Linked DNA regions of Muntiacus reevesi: region 1 is linked to region 2. A link is a contact called in public Hi-C data. All regions are on one chromosome and are shown on one strand. Each heading gives the region's core, a stretch centred on a gene start, on an enhancer-like site or on the middle of the called end of the contact. The rest is flanking DNA. Distances are from core to core; before and after follow the strand shown.

Evidence for each region. Hi-C and Micro-C count contacts between places; a contact is called where the count stands out from the background.
Region 1: a Hi-C map of muscle shows a contact between it and region 2, with 5 times the contacts expected there. The contact joins the promoter of ASF1B here to the promoter of GIPC1 in region 2. A contact is called at or near these places in 2 of 3 Hi-C or Micro-C datasets (blood and muscle).

The regions. Positions count from the first base shown.
Region 1 is chr1:190,064,650-190,071,410 of mMunRee1.1, forward strand. ASF1B (anti-silencing function 1B histone chaperone) reads left to right here and starts at 3,345. Exons shown (of 4, transcript XM_065932046.1): 1 at 3,345-3,567. The coding sequence starts at 3,459. LOC136165861 (a long non-coding RNA gene) reads right to left here and starts at 2,865. Exons shown (of 3, transcript XR_010662836.1): 1 at 2,749-2,865.
Region 2 is chr1:189,781,894-189,788,603 of mMunRee1.1, forward strand. GIPC1 (GIPC PDZ domain containing family member 1) reads left to right here and starts at 4,299. Exons shown (of 10, transcript XM_065917586.1): 1 at 4,299-4,442; 2 at 4,647-4,748; 3 at 4,902-5,015.

The DNA of each region.
Region 1 (6,761 bases), core at 2,095-4,594, 280 kb after region 2:
TTTGAAACTTGATTAGCCCCCTCCTGCCCCAAGTACCCTGGGTACTGAGCATTCCTGGTAGACATTTCACACAGAGTTGTTGTCACAACTCTGCTGTAGGAACTCAGGAGTCCCTTGTGACTTCACCAGGAAAGGCCTTCTGGAAGCTTGTGCCTGGTTTTCCCCAGACTTTGTAGCAGCATCATTTCTATAAAGTTGTAGAACGTGACATACAATACTATATATAGTTTAAAGACATCTATTAAAGATGTACAAGCAGGTACAGAAAAATAAACAAACACTAAATCCAAGATTATAGTTACATGTGAAAAAAGGGAAGAACAGGTTTGAGGCAGGGATATATAAGGCCTTTCAATTACATCCCTAATGTTTTACTTCTTAAGCTGGGTAAGGAGTAAAAACGTACTTTGTTATAGCATTTCTTATTCTTTTTTGAGTGAGTACACCTGAAATATTAAGAAAAATGATGACTATGCACTGCTAATGTTTCTTGTTTATGAAGTACTTTTCACACTCCAGGTATCATGTAAGCCCTTTATATAGATTTATTCTTTTTTAAAAACAATCTACTGGAAACTTCCCACATGTGAGGTCCTATGCTAAGCTCTGGAAATACACTGAGAGGTCTGTATGAGACAGGTGGGATCACTGTCCACAACCAGCTTTCAATCTACTGAGGGATGATAAGAGTTCCCTGGTGGTCTAGTGGTTAGGATTTGGGGCTTTCACTGCTGTGGCCCAGGTTCAATCCCCAGTCAAGGAACTGAGATCCCACAATCCATGCAGCAGAGCCAAAAAAAAAAAAAAAAAAAAAAAAATCAACATATCTACAGATTCTGATAAGTACTCCTAATAAGCAGGCTTTCGTGATTAATGAAAGTCTAGTTTAACTAGGGTGGTCCAAGAAGGCTTCTCCTGGAGAGACACCTGAGGTGAACCATATATGAGGAGAATGAGACAGCCAATTATCTAAAGGAAACACATTCCAGGCAGAGGGAACAGCAAGTGCAAAGCCATGCAGCAGGAATAGTTTGGTGTGTTTGAAAGACAGGAAATAAAGCCAGCAGGGCTTGGGAGTGGTGACAAGAGGGAGACTGGCAGATGAGGTCAGTTGAGGCCACTGTGCAGGGCCTCCTAAGCCACAGTGAAGATCTTAAGTTTCATCCTAAGTATGATAAGCCTTTGAAGGTTTTAAGCAGAGTAATGACATGATCTGGTTTACAACTGAAGATTACTCAGCCAGCTGTAGAGAGAAGACATTATAGACAGAGACATAATGCTTGTGACTGATGAACTTTTCAGGGGCTATGAAAATGTTGGGGCTGAGGATAAAGGAAAAAAACTTCCACGATGCAGAAAGAAAACTACAAAGTTGTAATTAATAACTGTTTAATATCTAGAAAACAAAACAACTTCATCAAATTTCATATTTATAAGCAACTGAATTACATTTGGAAATAATTTGAAAATTTGATCTTCTCAAGTCACAAAAATTCCTAAGGATGCCCAATGACTGCCAAGAGCCCAGAGCCAATCATAAAGGGAATTTTCCTGCAGCCAAATTGTTTCAATGGGGGGAAAAATCTTTTTAATCCTACTTAATTTGAGATGGCGATACAAAAAAAAAAAGAGAAAATATTCTGAGCATCATGAGGCTACAAAGGATGGATAAGAAATGCTAGCGGCTTGAAATGTACTGTTCAGGCTTACGTTCTACGAATTTGAAGGCTGTTCAGGGGGCTCTTGGATTCTCCCAGAAGACATCTGAGGAGAGACTTGAATAACGAGGCACCAGAAAAGAGGTGGGGGGTGTCATGTCAGATTTTATGAAACAAAAAGAAGGTCAGTTTGGCTGAAGTTGGTATTGGCTATCCAATATCGGAAGCCACAGGGGATCACAAGCAACTGAATGTGGCTAGTACCACTGTGAAACAGAACATTCCACGTCGCTTAACTTTCATCAATTAATATCTCAATTTATCACTGACATGAGATTGGGTTCATGAGAAATTTTAACGTATGCTGGGAAACATTTGGGCATGTGAATCTCCCTTTCAACTGTAAGTTTTATGAAACCTCAACTATTTCCGGTGAAAACGTAGCGTCCAGATCACAGATGTGTAACGTGTAAAACACACAGGTCTTCAAATCGTTAATACTAAGTAACAAGATAAAAGATACCTCAGGTTCGTGTTTATTTTAATACCGATCACATGTTGAAATGATATTGTGGCTATACTACATTAAGTTTAACATATTAAAATATATATTTATTTTTTAACGTGGTTACTAAAGAAAATTATAAGATTAGGTTTGTTGCCGTCGGTGGAAGCGGAGCGAGGGAGTGCGGAGGTCCCTCGAGTCTTCCAGACAGGGGGCGACGGTGGTCCCGCCTACGCCTGGGAGTGGAGAGAAGTTTCTAGATGTATTATGTAGTCATAAGTCAGGCCAGTAAATTTTCATGACCCCGTTCAATGAGCAAGAAAACGAGGCCTCGGGTGGTGCGTGGCAGAGGCCGGATTCCAAATCCCATTTAGGGCCGTCCACCTGAAACCTCCCCAGAGGCTCTCGAGTAAGAACCTGATTCGAACCAGGCCCGACCGGGTACCGGGCCCCAGAGCGCCGCGTTACCGCGGCACCGTCTCCCCTCAAGGGTGAGTTAAACGTTCACAACGTTCACAACGGACTCCCAGGCTGCTGGGCCTGCGGGGCCAGGAGCCCCTTAGAGAAACTTCCGGCAACGCTCACCTGCTGACAGACGCCGATGCCGCAAACGCTGCTCCTTTCTCTTCACACTCTTCTCAACAGCTTTAGCGGTCGACTTCCGCTCCACTTCCACGAATCCCCGGCCGAGTCTTCTCTTCTCCCGCCCCCGCAGCCAATTCAGCCAATCATCTCTCAGAAAGCCTGCCTTATCTCCGCCCCATTTCTGCCTGCCAATCACTGCAAGTCCAGCGCCGCCCTTCCTTCCCGCTTAAGCGAGCGCAGTGCGCCACCACTCGGCGGTTGACTGCGCTGCCCCCAGCTGGAAGGGTCTCCCGGAAAGGCGGGGCTAATCGCGGACGGCGCTCTGACCCCGCCCAACCCGCCCTTGACATCCGAGTCGGAGACTCTGGGGATTGGTTCCCCGCGGACACCAAAGAAGCCTAGAGACGGTCCCGCCTCCCTCGCTTATCCCTGAGATGGAGCTCCACGGATTGGTCCCAGGAGTCTCGGCGCGCGCCGACCGGCGCTCCAGGATTGGCTGAGGAAGCGCTCGCGCATTCCTGGAGCGTTGACGGTGATTGGCCGTAGGGTGAGAGCCGGCTATTTGAAGGAGGCGCGCGGACTAGATACGCACTTCAGATCGCGGTCAGAGGAGGCGGGAGTGGACTTGGACTAAGCTTCTCCTCTAACCCAACAGGACCCAGCCGCGGGCTCGGCCCCAGCTCTGGCCTCAGCCGCGACCCGACGAGGCGATGGCTAAAGTGTCAGTATTGAACGTGGCGGTGCTGGAGAATCCGAGCCCTTTCCACAGCCCTTTCCGGTTCGAGATCAGCTTTGAGTGCAATGAGGCCCTGGCAGACGGTGAGATTGGGCCCTTGTGGAGGCCCCACACCCCTGAGCTAACCCCGACCTCCCTTTGCAGACAAGCCTGAGGCCAACCCTGCCAAACACACCCCTTTCTCCCCCTCCCCCAACCGCGATCTCCCTTGAACCAAAGCCCGCCCACCAGCCCCAACCCCCGCTTGGAGACTACCCCTATCCCACCCCACCCCCATGGTTACTCCTCTTTTCCCCTAGTGGAGACCATTTCATCCCCCTCTTTCGCCTGGGACGTTCCTCCTGAGCACCTGTTTTCTATGTAGAGACCTCAGCCTCCCCATCTTCTATTTCTGTATGGGCAGACTACCATTCCAGCCACCCAACCTCCCCCACCAATCCCCTCTCCCCTGTGGTGAGACACTCCCACCTCACTCTTTTCCTGTGGAGATCTTAAGTTCTAGCCCCCTGCCATGTCCCATTTGAAAACCGCAGCTTCCTCCCCCATTTTACCTGTGAATATCCTCCCTCTCTGGCAAGACCTCACGCATCCTTATCGCCCCATTTGTCTCCCCATAATATCTCCTACCTGTTGATACTTAACCCCAACCCCTGCACACACACACACACCTTGTTTTCTACCTCAAAGCACATACCCTAGAACCTGACTTCCCCCCTTAATCTGGCCCCAACCCTCTACTCCCTCAAGAGAGGCATGACCTGGCTTCATGCTCCAGTGTTTAAGGATAATCTGGTCTCCCCAGCTCCTCTTCCTTCCTCCTCCCTGACTGTGGGCTTCAATGAACACACTCAGATCTGAGGAGTGGCATGGCCAGGCAGACGTTAGCTGGTTCCTACTGTTGGCCTGCTGGATTCCTGCTGACCCACTGCAGCGAAGCTTGCAACACTTCTGATGGCCTGACCTCGACTTGCGCGGTGTGGGGTGGGTGTGCCAGGCCGAGCCATGGTGATGTTTGGCTTCAATCTGGGAGGTCACAGCCTTTTGTGCATCTTTTCCAAGGTGCTTTCACAGATGTGCTTATTCATCCCTGTGACAAAAGGCGGACATGGCTCTCATCTCACAGATGAGAAGGCGGGAGCCACAGAGAGTAAAAGACCTTTCAAGTAAAGGTCTATAAAAACCGGAAGATCTAAGGTCGTTCAGCGAGTCTTGGCACCACTTTCAGGAGGAAGTACTTCCATTAGATCTCTTCTCCACTCCGTGGTTAAAAGAGAAGAGACGGCCTTTAAGGAGGTAGCGATCTGGAAGACCAGGCTGTTCTAACTAGCACCTCTCGGTGGTTGTGGGTGGTTTGCCTGCAAATGGGCTTCTCCAACTAGCATGGCTTTGAAGAGTTTCTCGATGTTGGTGTGCTTGGGTGGGGCCATTGGATCAGTCCCTGCTTTCTCTCCTTTTTAAATCAAGGAGTCATTCTACTTATGACTAACTATAGAATATGCCCAGTTAAATCCTTTCTGGAACAAGGCGGGGTGTAAATAAATAAATAAAGTGTAGAATGACCCTGTGGAATAAGATTTAATTTTAAAGCCAGGAGATGTAAGGAGCTAATAGTTGAAGGGATTCATAGTTCCCAGATGGCAGGAGATCAGGTTTCAATCAGCCTGTTTGTGCTCCTGGCATTTAAAAATGGTTGCATGGTCATTATCTAGTACTTTCATTCCTGCAAAGCTCCTGCCCTGTTACTTTACTAATCTGTTTATAGAATCAGGAGAGTCTAAAGTCAACCTGCTGGTCATTGTTTTTTATTTGTGTTGTATTTTATTGAAGATTTATTTATTATTGGCTGAGCTGGATCTTGGGTGCTTTGCTCAGGCTTTCTCTAGTTGGGGTGAGCAGTGACAGCTCTTCGTTGTGGTGCATTGGACTTCTTGCTGCGGTGGCTTCTCTTGTTGAGGGGCACAGGCTCTAGGTGAGCAGGCTTCAGTAGTTGTAGCGCCCAGAAGTAGTTGCTCCACAGCATGTGAGATCTTCCCGGACCAGGGATCAAACCCATGTCCCCTTTTTTGGCAGGTGGATTCTTAACCACTGGACCACCAGGGAAATCCCTAAAAACAGTTCTTTCTGTCCCCAAGGTTATTATTTTTTAATGGAAACAAAATGACTTTTCCAAGGTCACACAGCTGGTGTGTAGAATTATTAACACTAGGTCTTGTCTCTGAGTTCTGAGTCCACGGTTCTTTATCTTTGCTATAAACTGGAAAAGAATGCACCCACTCTTTTAGAAGTGGGACATAAACAGGACAGAAGAGGACAACGGGGTCCTATTATTAATTATACCTGGACAGTAAAGCTTTTGCTAAGAGGAATTCCAGTTGGAAAGCCAACTGTGGACTGGAAGTCTAGACTCTCTGGTTGTACCTGTAGGGCTGTGCTTCACTCTGACCTGTCAGCTTGCTCTCTGCCTCTTCCCACAGAGCAGAGAGGATTTCTCTCCTGCCTCCCAAACAGATGGAGTAGGCCTGGCTTTAGAAGTCTCTTAGATTCTGGAGAAAGTCTCAGTCAGCCTTATTACCTGGCAACTGAAGGTCTGAACACCCAACCCCCAGTCTGAGCCATTTCTCAAGGGCTCTGAACCCCTTTTACTCTCTCTGTCTCTCCTCCTCAGCAGCATCTAGAAATATATGCATCCAAGGCCTGGGTCTATATTCAATACATTGGGTGTGTTTTCCCCCAGTTTAGTTGAGAGATTCATGAGATACTGCCTGAACAAGTCTTAGAGCCAGATTTTCTGACCCACACGTAACATGTTGTAGTCAGGCCAAGGTTCATCTATATTATGAACAAAAGGAAAGTGATAAACAGAGAAAGGCCTACTAGATAAGTTGTTGGAGTTGGGGTTGTTTTGTTGTTTTTTGATTGTTTGGGGGGGGTTGTGTGTGTGTGTTTGGCTACGATGGGTCTTCATTGCTGCACTTGGACTTTCTCTAGTTGTGGCGAGCAGGGGCTACTCTTTGTTGTGGTACTTGGGTGTCTCATTGCAGGAGGCTTCTCTTGTGGAGCATGGGCTCTAGGATGAGCAAACTTCAGTCGCTGTGGCACATGGGCTCAGTAGTTGTGGCGCAGGGAGCTAGTTACTCTGAGACATGTTGGGATCATCCTGGACCAGGGATGGAACCCGTGTCTCCTGCACTGCAGGTGGATTCTTATCTACTGTGCCACCAGGGTAGTCCTGTTTGTGTTTTTTGGGGGGGCAGGAAACAGATTCTCCAGCTGGTTC
Region 2 (6,710 bases), core at 3,049-5,548:
CCCATGGCCTGAAGCCTGAATACCACAGAGTAGCCCCCACATGCCACAACTAGAGAAAGCCCACGCACAGCAACAAGACCCAGTGCAGCCAAAAATAAATACTTTTTTTTTTTTTTATTTCAAAGCTTGGAAAACTTACAGGAATAGTAAAGTGATACCCATATTCCACTTTCCTGGATTCAGCAGCAATTGTTATTATTTTGTCATATTTGCTTCCTCTATCTCCCTATATGTTCACAGCGATGTACACAATATTATAATATTGTATATAAAATGTTTTATACTTGTGTAATTTTTTCTGAACCATGTGACAGCTGCAGGCATCATGAATTTAACACTTAGTAATTCAGTGTTTGGACTTCCAAGGTGGTGCTAGCAGTAAAGAGTCTGCCTGCCGATGCAGGAGATGTAAGAGACCCAGTTTCAATCCCTGGGTCAGGAAGATCCCCTGGAGGAGGGCATGGAAATTCACTCCACTATTCTTGCCTGGAGAATCCCATGGACAGAGCAGCCTGGCGGTCCACAGTTCATGGGGTCGAAAAAAGTGGGACATGACTGAAGCGACTTAGTGAAAGTGAAAGTGAAGTCGCTCAGTCGTGTCCGACTCCTTGCGACCCAATGGACTGTAGCCTACCAGGCTTCTCCATCCATGGGTTTTCCTGGAGTGGGTTGCCATTTCCTTCTCCAGAAGATCTTCCTGACCCAGGGATTGAACCCAGGTCTCCCGCATTGTAGGCAGATGCTTTACTGTTTGAGCCACCAAGCAACTTAGCACATAAGCAAATCAGTGTTTATATCCTAAGAATAAGAATATTCTCTTGTGTAACCACAACAAAACATTCACCCTTAGGAAATTTAACATGCATATGACATTATTATCTAATATTCAGGCAACATTCAAGTATTCTAGATTATCCCAAGAATATCCATCCTAACCCTTTTACCATTTTTTGAAATTTTTATCAAGGATCCAATCAAGAATCAAAGACTGATTTTAGTTGTCTTCTATCTTTTGTCTCCTTCAACCTAGAACCATTTACCAGTCATTTATTCATTTAATTAATGGATTGAATTTGCCTTTCATGACATGGATCTGTTTGAAGAGTCCAGACCATTTTGTTTTTGTTTTTTAAAGAATGTCCCTCCATCAGGTTGTGTCTGTTGTTGTTGTTTTTTTCCTAGTAATTAATTTGAGCAAACTCCGGGAGAAGGTGAAGGACAGGGAAGCCTGGCATGCTGCAGTCCAGGGGTTTTAAAGAGTCGGACACAACTGAGCGACTGAACAACAACCATCAAACTCAGATTAAGCACTTCGGGCAGGACCAGGTTCTTCGAAGGTGATGTGTCTTCCTGAGTAATACGTCACAGTAGTAACAGTGAGGACAGCCTATTCTCTCAGTGGTCATACCTTTTTATCACTTGGTTAAGGTAGTGACTTCCAGCTTTCTCCACTGCACCTTTTCCAAGGTAACTTTTTCTCCGCTGAAATTAACAAGTGATATGTGGGCTGGTTCTTTGACAGTAAATATCTACTGCCCCATTTAACAAAGCATTGTCTGAATCAATCATTCCTCTAGTGGAAGACAAATGGTGCTTTTCTAACCTGATCTTTCCTTCTGCATCTATTAGTTGGCATTCCAGAACTCCACCCCCAACTCCCCACACACAAGGGTAGAGGCAGCATTCAAATCTGAGCTCCTAATGGAGGCGTGGGGGACAAATTGAGAGAGAAACACTGACACATAAACACTATCACGTGTAAAATAGGCAGCCAGTGGGAAGCAGCTGTATTACAAGGGAGCTCAGCTCAGTGCTCTGTGACGACCTCGACGGGTGGGATGCGGGTGGGTGGGAGGAGTCTCAGAGGGAGAGGATATATGTATACTTATAGCTGACTGTTGGACAGCAGACACCAACACAACATTGTAAAGCAACTATCCTCCAATTTAAAATAAATATTAAAAAAAAAAAAAAATCTGAGCTCCTCGCCAGCTGGGCCTCCCAACTTCTTGAGCTATAAAATCAAGAAGGAAGGAGATACCCAGTGTTGCTCTGTGCCCTTGGGCAACCTGCTCGCCCTTCCCTGGGCACTTCCTCATCCGTCAACAGGTGGCTTCAGGTGGATTCCACTCAGGACTCTGTTGTCCCCATGTCACACATACCGTCTCTCCAGCTGTGTAGAAGGAAGCAGCTCAGATGTCAGGCACAAGCAGCACAGTGGACACAGTCCCACAGAGAGCACTGGCCCAGCCAGAGGCAATCGATAGCTCAGTGGGGGTGGCAGAGGTCAGCAGAACAGGAAGAGAAGGACAATAGCTGTGCCTGCTGCCACAGCAGTTTCAGTATTTGCCAGCTGGGTGGGGCTGGCCAGGCAGCCCTCAGCAACAGCCCAGGGCCCACTCTCCCCTTCACTTTATCACTCAGGCCCTAACCCAGCTGGAATGTGCAGCAACTCACCTCACCCAGGGAACTGCAAAGACTCAATCATTCCAGGAGGCTTGAACAGTTGAAGTCTCCAAGAACTACAACTCCCAGAACACACAGTGAATCCCTGATCTGGCCCCAGCTGTCCGAGTGGCTGGGTTGTTCCTAGAACAAGGAAATCTCATCTGTCCTGGGAACTGACTGTCCTGGCCTGTTGTTGTTCAGTCACTAAATAGTAGCTGACTCCTTGCAACCCCATGAACTGCAGCACGCCAGGCTTCCCTGTCCTTCACTATCTCCCAATAGTGAGATCATCAAAATCATGATTTGCTCAAAATCATGTCCACTGAATTGGTGACGCCATCCAACCATCTCATGTTCTCTCGCCCCCTTCTTCTCCTGCCCTCAGTCTTCCCCAGCATTAGGGTCTTTTCCAGTGAATCGGCTGTTTGCATCAGGTGGCCAAAGGTGGAGCTTCAGTATCAGTCCTTGGAATGAGTATTCAGGGTTGATTTCCTTTAGAATTGACTGATTTGATCTCCTTGCTGTTCAACAGACTCTCAAGAGTCTTCTCCAGTACCACAGTTCGAAACCATCACTTATTCAGTGCTCAGCCTTCTTTATGGTCCAGCTTTCACATCTCTACATGACAAGTAGAAAAACCACAGCTTTGACTATACAGTCTCTGCTTTTTTTTTTTTTTAATCTGCTGTCTAGGTTTGTCCTGACCCGGGAAAGGTGCATTTGTGTCTTTGTTTCTTGTACCTGCGTCTGCCTAAGAAATCCCAGTTACAAGCCAAACCTGGAGATGGTGAGATTACCTAGTTCTTTCATCCACATATGTATACTGAAACCCTGCTCTGTGCCATTCTCAGGACTGGAGGGTGGAGGACGGAGGGGCAACAGAGATGAAGGAGACAGACTCGTGAATGTCAGCTCCCTGAGGGCTGAGACTTGGCCTGGCTGGGTATCTTTTGTAATCTAGCACATAATATGTGCTCAATAAATATTCGCTGGTCAACCAGCAAGCGGACAGACCGTTTTGCCTTTGTCTTTCGTTCCACTGCAACCTAAAGATGCTTTGCTAGCTGCGTTGCAAGCTCCTTCGCTATTGTTCTCTCCTAAAGAGTATTGTATCTCTCTGTCCGCCCTCCAAGCCTCTGCATGCCCTGTTCCCTTTACTAAGAGAACATTCATTCAGCTTACTCGTAGACGTATCTGTTGAGATAGGACAGAGCCTGGCACGGGGCAGGAGCGACTTAAATATTTGATGAGTAAATGAATGAATGAATGCCCTTGTCCATTGTCCATCCAGGACGCCGGACACGCGGGACCCTCCCTATTCATCTCAGTCCCCCGCCCACCCGCCCAGAATGAATACATCTTTTTATCTGCCCTGAGGATGGCCAAGCTGGGGCATGGGCAGGCCGAGTGGAGGACTGAATTAGGGATCGCCTTTGGCTCCCTCCGAGTATTCTAAAGGGTTCCCTTTTCTGGACTTTGGAAGTTTGTATCCTTTCCCCCACCCCCCACCCCCAAACTCAGTATCGGTCACCTGACTTCCACGACTAGCCCCCCCGCCTCTTAGCACCCACAGCACCCCACACGGACACTTAGCCAAGAACACGTGGTCCAGGGGCCTCAGCTTCCCATTGGCCGCTGGCCTCCTTCCTCCCAGAGATTGGCTCGGGCTCGGCCTCAGCTCCCCCTTCCGCAGCCTCGCGGTGGTACAGCCCGCCGCGGCTTAGGAGGGGCGGGAAGGTCCAACGCTCCGCGGCGCGGGGGAGGTGTCGTGAAGAATCGAGTGAAGCTCAGGGATCCCTCTGGAATGTTTCCTTCGGGTTCCACCCGAAGCGGGGCGGCGTGGAGTGGATTGGCCGCGAGCGCCGAGCGGCCGCTTCTGATTGGCCAGTTGCGGGTGCCGGCCCCGCCCCCTGGCGGTGGCTGCGGGAGAGGCCCGGGCCAGAGTTTGCGGAGGGCCGAGCTGGGCGAGCCGGTCGGCGGCTACAGAGGCGCAGGTGAGTATACCCTGCGAGGCGCGGCGGGGCGGGGGGTCCATCGCGGCCGCTCGCGGGGACCCCGGAGCAGACCTGCGAGATCGCGGACCCGCGGGGATTCGGCCGATCCTGCGGGGTGGGGCCGGCCCCAGAGCGGGGTGGAGGGGCGGGGCGGGGGGAAATCTCTGAGTCCCCTTCCCCGAGGACCGCCTGCCTTCCCTCTAGGGGCAGGGGTGAACGCCTCCCGGCGCCGGGATGGCATCTCCAGCCGCACCCCAGCCCCCTGCACCTCTGGAGAGTTCCCGTCCTGGCGGGGACAGGCGCAGGGTAGGTATTTCGGGCAAGTCCCAGAAGCTGGCCTTGTCCCAATCGTCCAGGGCCTGGGGAGGGGGTGGGGTGCGCCTTGGGAGAACCGAGGTCCCGATTGTAATAATGAAAAAAATCACCCGGGCTAGCATTCATTGAACACTTCCGTGTCAGGTATTTACCATGCGGATCATTGAATCACCCCTCATGGAAGTTGCTGTTACTTCTTTCAGAGGTGAAGCAGCAGGCCCAGAGAGGTGGAGTGTCTTGCCTAAGGTCACACAGCGAGTAAGTGGCAGATGTGGGACTCAAACCCATGCCTCAGAGTCCAGAACTGGAATCTCCGCCACTAGACTAGGTATCCAGTGGCTTCAGGGCTCAGGTGTTTCTGACCAGCTCCTCCCACTCCATTCCCTCCAACTAGACACACCATCTGGGGCACACCTGCTGGTCGTTGCTTTCACCAGCTGCTCAGACAGGAAGCTGCCCCCATATCCCTTTTCCCCAAAGCTGGAAAAGCAAGGCCAGAATACTGGGTCCTGAGAAGAGAGTGACATCTGTGGGAGAGATAGGTGGGTGGCAGGGAGCCACCGGGGTCCTGTGGCTGCTGGGCCCCCCAGGAGGCCTGGGCCCCAGATAGTAGGCATTCTCCCTGGGAACACCCATGAGCCGGTTTTTCAAGACTGATTCAGAGGCCTCCCGCCCTCGTCTTCCAAGCAGTACACTGCCGAAAAGGGGAGCATGGGCGTGGTGTCCCCTCCCCTAGCTTGCGTGAGCTCTCAGGAACCCCCTTCCCCATTTCCTGCTCCTCCCATTGCAACTCTGTGTGGCTGTAGGCTCGTTAAGTTCCGGGCCCTTCCCAGTGAAGAGAGGGTAGGGATGTGGGATTCCAGCCAGCCTGCTCAGTGCCACGAGCTGAATTGAAGCTCATTTTCTCCATACCTGTGTTCAAGTTTAAGGGGAGACTGGGAGTGTGGTGGGGAGGTGGCAGCTTGAAGCTGTACAGTAGGCATGTTCTGAGCATAGGGGGGCTCGGAGAGTAGTCAGAATGCAGGCATAAGACACATTATTCATTCTGTACGTATTTATTAAGCATCTACTATGTGCCAGGTGGGCTTCCCTAGTGGCTCAGTGGTAAAGAATCCTCCTGCCAACGCAGAAGACACAGGTTTGATCCCTGGGTCGAGAAGATCCCCTGGAGAAGGAAATGGCAACCCACTCCAGTATTCTTGCCTGGAAATCCCATGGACAGAGGAGCCTGGTGGCCGTCGCATGAGTTGGACACAAGTTAGCAACTAAACCACCACCACAGGCCAGGTACTGTTCCTGGCATAGAGGATATAGTCGTGACCACAACAGAAATCCTTGCTCTTGGGCAGCTGCCATTCTACTGGGGGGAAGCAGGCAACAAACAAGTTGTTAATAACAAGTAAATACGAAACACACTTGCAGAAGTTGATAAATGCTATGAATAAAATATGAGGGAGTGGCATGGTAGAATCTGTAAGAAAGGGGGATCTCAGAGGAGGTAACTTTGGAGCCAAGATCTGAATGACAAAAAGAAGCTGGGCCTTGTAAGGATCAGGTAGGGGGCACAGCCAAGGCAAAGGCTCTGAGGCTGGGTCAAGCTTGGCATGGTATGGCTGGGGCAGGAGAGAACCCAGGGTGTGATTCTGTGGGGATCTGTGGGTCACATTAAGGAGTTTAGAGCTTTTCTTCCATCACGTGGGAAACCGATGTAAGATTTGAGGCTGGGGAGCAACACGATCTGGTTTATGTTTTAAAATAGAGACATAAAATTAAATAACAGCCTAAGACTGGAAGACAAGAGTTCTGCCAGAACAGCATGTAATTAAATCCATGGGCCTGAGTTGTCTGGACCACAGGGGTGGTTGTAACAGGCAGGGACAAGCCAGGAAGGCTGCTTGGAGGAGGTGGCCTGGAGTAGGCCTTGACAGGCAGAGAGGATTGGGATGTTCCTGG